2 separate regions of the Strix aluco genome follow, and region 1 is linked to region 2. Evidence: chromatin contacts called from public Hi-C data. All regions are on one chromosome and are shown on one strand. The core of a region is the stretch at or near the end of the contact, and the rest is flanking DNA. Distances in the headings are between cores, read along the strand shown.

Region 1 (2,766 bases), core at 100-2,599, 170 kb before region 2:
GTAGCGCTCGTTGCTTTCCCTTTGCTTGCCAGGGGCCTGGATTGTCCCACCAACCTGAGGGAGCCGGCGCAGTGACAAAGAACCGAGTGAAAGCACATTAGAAAGAGAGATTTAACTGGCCCAGCAGGATTTAGAGCCAACTAAGCATTTCAGACTGCGTCCGCACACCAGGAGGGGAAGGGCAGGGTTCAGATAAGGCAAATGAGAGCAACTGTGAGGAGCACCAGACAGGAACAGCACTTGTGAAAGCCTCCCCAGAGAGGTGAGTGCCCTGTCCCCATGGGAGCCTTGCTCCAGAGGCCTCGTAGGGAGCATCTCCTTCATCACCACCAGCCTCTTCTTCCTAAACACCACTTGAATCAGACATTTCACTTGTTTCTCCCATCCCCGGCTGAGTGCGGATGCCTTGACAGGAACAGGGACATCATAGCCAGAGAGAGGTGTACACAGAGGCGCCCCACAGTCCCTCGTATTGAGTAGAGGTGGACCAGGAGTGACACCCCGCAGAGAGGATAACAGAGGGGGCACACGCGTTGGCACGTGCACCTGTTTGGGACAGAGTTGCTGCCGCCCAAGGCGACATCTCTAAGGGCTTCAGGAAGGGATGAGCTTTCTTCAGTATCTGTGGAAAGGAGGGTAGTACAGCCCTGGCTCTGAGGCCACCCCAGGGGGGCCTTCGAGGCCCTGACCCCCTCCACCCTGCTTCCCACAGGGGTCCCCCCCAGGGCCTGCCCTGCCCTACAGATGAGGGGACGATCCTGGCACTACCCTTGTCTTATACAAGAGCATTTCCTCCAGCAGAATTCCCCTGCCCCATAGCCCGGGGTGCCCTTGGCATCCCCCTTATTACAGAGGGGAACCCCAGGGCCCCCGGCCAGCTCCCCCGGCCCACAGCCGGGGTGGATACCCCTGGTACCCCCCACCCTTGCAGGGGGTACCCCAGGCGCCCCAGCCCCACAGCCAGGCAGGGTGCTCCTGACAGCCCCTTCCCGAGGCAGAGGGGCTGCTCCAGCTCCACTACCCAACGCCCCCCAGCTGGGGAGGGGAGCTGCGGCCCTTGCACCCCTTCCCCGGAGGAGGGGTGGGGGGGGTAGGGCCGGGCCGGGCCGGGCCGGGCCCGCGCTCACCTGCCCGGCAGCTTGGCGCTCCGCTTCCAGAACTGCCTGCCGCTCTCGGCCGCCATGGCGGAAAGGAGGGGCGGGCCCGGCCGGCCGGCCAGCCAGCGAGCGAGCGAGCCCACCGGCCGGCCGGCCCCGCGGCGCAGCGGCGGAACGCGGAGGAAGGTGGTGGCCCCCGCAGGCCGCCTCACCGCCACCCGCCCGCAGCCCCCGGCAGCGCCATCTTGGATCCGGGCGCAGAGAGCGCCGCCATTGGCCGTTGTCGAGCAAGGCGCTGTGGATCGGCCAATGGCGAGCGGGCGGAGGGAGTGACGTCACGAAAAGAGGCGGGGTCTGCGGGGCTGGAGGTGGGGCTGCGTGAGGCGGGAGAGACCATCTGAGGGGGGGGAGGAGGGAATAACCCATCCCGCCTCGGCGGGGGGAGCAGCCCGCATGGAGCGGGGCCGACAGCGGGGCTGAGGCGGCGGTGCCTGCCTGGGCCGGGGGGACCCTGAGGAGGGGAGGCCCGGTCCGGTTAAACCGCCCTGCGGAAGGGGAGAGACCGCTCACGGTGCGGGGTGGGGAGACACGCCCAGCAAGCACCTGGGCGAAACCATCGGGAGAGGGCGGGAGGAAGCGGGTTAAACCACCCGCAGGGCCACAGGAGGGAGCGGGCGGACAGAGCCGGGCGCGGGGCAGGGAGGGGGGGACAGCACTGAGGGGAGACGGGACCCAGATGGGTCCCTCTGGCACCCCGGGGTGGCTTCACTGGCACCCGCAGCTGTCATGGTCCCCTCAAGGATTCAAAGCCATTTGGGGCCATTTCCAGCCCCCAGCCAAGCCCCGGTGCCAAAATGTCCCCTCATAACGACAACGAGGGGGAGGGAGGAGCCGCCATTATGGGGCAAGCCATGAGGCACAAGCAGTCACCTCCGGAGTAAATGGGGATAAACTGGGAAAAAAAACCCGCAGATGTCAGAAAACCCCACAAACTTCCCAGGTGACATGGGACTGGGACCCTGCCAGCCCGCAGGGCGCTGCCATCCATCTCATGCCCTGAGGAGAAACCTCACCACAGGGGTGGCCAGCAGCCACTGGGCCTTAATGGCGCCGAGTGTGGGCAGAGAGGGACAGGGTCTGCTGTCACCAGAGTCCCCGGGCTGTGGGGACATGGGGACGTCCTGCTCCTGAGGGAAACGTGCGATGGGCCCTGCTGAATTAGCAGCCTCCTCACACGGTCAGGCCGCCGGCATGGCCTTGCCCCACATGAGTCAGTTCCTCACGAGATGCCTCAGCTTCCCCTGTTTGCAAAGGGCAGGGCAATGGCAGGAGGGGACCTGGCTGTCCCTCAGGGTGTCTCAGGTGTTGGGGGTCATCGGAAAAGGGATAATTATCACCCCCAGCTCAGCCTCCTGGCCAGGGTGGCTCTCGCCATCCCCTCAGGGTCAGGTCCCGGCTTGGCAGGATCATGGCTCCTGCCAAGCATTCAGGGAGAGGCTTGGAGAGCCTTTCAGGAAACAGGAGGATCGGAAGCACTCAAAAAAGGGATGAAAAATTAAAAAGCAGGTGCATTTCTGCAAAACCAGCCTGTTTTGGGCGGACAGGGCTGCCAGCAGAGGGCGGCACAGGCTCGTCACTGGCGCCTCACCACAGGGCCTGGTCTGGCACC
Region 2 (2,932 bases), core at 71-2,570:
ACTGTCCCAGTGCTATTCCTGTACTATTAAGGCCTTATATCACCATACAAATAAGTATTGTGTAACAAATGTGTCAAGTCCATGGTTTTGCCAGTTGAAGCTTCCCAATTTAAACTATACCACTACCCACAATTTCTCTTATTTTCACCAGGCAAGCCAAACACACAAGAAGCACGTTTTACCTTCCATCTAGTTCTCTTACTGCATCAGCTGCATCTCGTGGATCTTCAAATTCCACAAAGGCAAAACCAGGAGGATTTCTTGCCACCCATACGCTGCGCAGTGGTCCGTAGTAGCCAAAAGCTCGCTCTAATTCAGTTTTGTTGCCATTGTTTCCAAGGTTACCCACATAAACCTTGCAGTCCAGCGGACAAGAGTCACGATGCATTGCTAGGACAAAAAAAAGCTCATGTATACTTAACAGACAGCAAGTGTTTATTCATTTACAAAGGAAGCAATTCTGTTGGTTCCTTTTCCCAGAAACGACAACAGTGATATGATCTGACATGATAAACATTTACCTGTGTGGAAGGGGTGGAGGGTGTGGAAGAGTGTGTTTTAAAAACGAACAGAAAAGCTATCTACTATCTCGTAACCGTGATTAAAATTCACCGCTTCAGGGAATTTCGCTTACTTTTAAGGCCCCCAACTTTGCATGGGGCTGTTTCTCTGCGCCCCTCTGCCCCTGGGCTGCTGCGGGGGCCGGGCCTGCAGGGGGAGCGCTGCGCCGGAGCGGGGCTCCATTGTTCTCGGAGCGGGACTCAGGGGAAACTGCACAGGCCGGGGGGAAAAGCAGCGCCACCTCCGGCGGAGACCACGCCGGGAGCGCTCGGGGAATCCCTCCCTAGCGTCTCCTCAGCGCCGCATACGCGGCGTGAAGAAGCGGCGCTCCCCCGGAGCGGGCGGGAAAGGCGCCGCACCACCCCCCGCCCAGCCGTAACTCGCCTCACTGGCCACAGCCGCAGAGAAACGGCGGCGAGCGGGCTCTTTAAGGCAACCCGTGGCCTACCCGCCTTCTCCCCGCCCGGCTTTCCTCAGCGCAGCGGCAGCCACCGCCCGCGGCCCAGCTTTACAAAATGGCGGCTGCTCTTTGTTTGCCGCCACCGGGCCCCGCCGCTTCCATCCGCCCTGCCGAGGACCGAGACCGCGGGTGCCACCTCCCCCCCGCCCTCCGAGGTGAAGATCCTCACCGATGCTAAGAGGGAGGGCGCGCGAAGGGAGCCCGCGCTAAATTCGTAGCCGACTCGACCCTCAACGAGACTCCCGCTCCGCTTTTCTTCACTGGACAAAATGGCGGCGGGTACCTACCCCGCCCGCCATTATATACTGGCAGTCTGCTCCCACGTGACTCCACGCGGCAGCAAATCAGAGGGCGCCGTTCCTCTGATTGACAGCTCGCCTCATCCCGCCGCCTCCGCGCGGCCCCGAACGGCGGCGGGCGGGCTCCTCCTCCCCGCCAGCGGCGGGAGTCCTGAGGCGGCTCCGCAGGCCGAGCCCTTCCCCTCCTCTCGCACAAAATTTCGCTTTAGAAACTGATTATCGAGGAGAGACTTCAAGTCTCGGAAATCAGGAAATGACAACACACCCAGGGAGGCTGTTTTGCTGGCTACAAAGAGAAAGAAGGTTTTCATTTCTCGTGTCTCTCTGACCCGGTGGGGTACATTCAGGCCGTGGGTTTTTTAAGCATCGTCCCCTTGTCATTAGTGTTTTACATCTATAAAAGCTAGGATTCGCTAATAATAACTTCTCCCCATGGGCAGTAGCTTTAAATAAATGTGTTGAGCAAACCGGTGTTAACTCAATAGTTTTTGGTAAAATTTATGCCCGGGCTTCTGCCTACTGAGGCACAAAAGAGGGAAGTGATTTTTTTTTTCAGCGCTCAAGAAAACAAGAGGATTTGAAACCGATAAATTTGTTACAGAGGGCATTGTTAAGTGGTGTTGACGTACTTTACTAAACTCTGATTCATTTAGCTAGGACATATCAGTTCAAAAAACAACTTGCTCTAGAGGGATTGCCTTAGATAACAAACCTCTTGTTTCAGGTTATCAAATAATGTGAGAAACCCACCCAGGGCTGTTGCTGCAGTAACTTTCAAAAGTCATATCTGTGGGCTGTGTTCAATCCAGACTTTACCTTTTTGACTCGGACCAGACAAGACAAATTTATCTGGTACAAGTATAATTAGTAATACTTTGAGTAATATTATATGTGATAAGGCGTTTTCAGTACAAATTAATGCACATGTACTGTGTTTTCCAAACAGGAACTATGCAGAGGATGGGGCATCCTCAGTCTGCTAGAATTGTACCAGCATGTAAAAAAAAATTATTGGAATTAATGACAACCAGTAGAATTTTCCAAAATCTTTTGCAGCATCCCTCATTATTTTTAAAAACCTCTTTTCAGTAAAATCCTTCTGAGAGTCAAAATTGGCCAAGGGACAGAAAAACAAAGGATTTTGAGGTAACTGATGCTCTAAAGTAACTTTATAATGTGTACAGTTATCTGACAGTCACCCACATTTAATTAAAGAAATCTAATATTCTGTAATCTAAATTAGTTGACGGTTAATTTCCTGAGGCAACATAAAGGAAATAATTCGAAGTTTACTTGGGGCTGTTCAGCCATTTCACTTTATGACTCCTCTGAGATGGTGATTTCCCATGCTCACCTCCCTTCTCAACTGGGATTTACAACATTAACTAGACGCTGCCTCATATCAACATAATGTACGTTTAAAACATGATTTAAGTTTTGCAATAATCAATATCAAAAAAAAAAAAAAAAAGAAACCAAACCACACCAAACATTAGTTAGAGGGCAACTCGGACAATCTTGTAATCTTAACAGATCTTTTAACTTTGTACCAGAGTTACACATGACATATGAAAATAGTTACAGATGACACGCTTGGCAACAAAGGATTTAT

Evidence for each region. Hi-C and Micro-C count contacts between places; a contact is called where the count stands out from the background.
Region 1: a Hi-C map of brain shows a contact between it and region 2, with 5 times the contacts expected there. The contact joins the promoter of TBC1D22B here to the promoter of SRSF3 in region 2. A contact is called at or near these places in 2 of 2 Hi-C or Micro-C datasets (brain and heart).

The regions. Positions count from the first base shown.
Region 1 is chr25:3,901,527-3,904,292 of bStrAlu1.hap1, reverse strand. It overlaps TBC1D22B (TBC1 domain family member 22B), which reads right to left and starts at 1,349. Exons shown (of 13, transcript XM_074850471.1): 1 at 1,128-1,349. The coding sequence starts at 1,183.
Region 2 is chr25:3,733,098-3,736,029 of bStrAlu1.hap1, reverse strand. It overlaps SRSF3 (serine and arginine rich splicing factor 3), which reads right to left and starts at 1,320. Exons shown (of 6, transcript XM_074850506.1): 1 at 1,191-1,320; 2 at 183-390. The coding sequence starts at 388.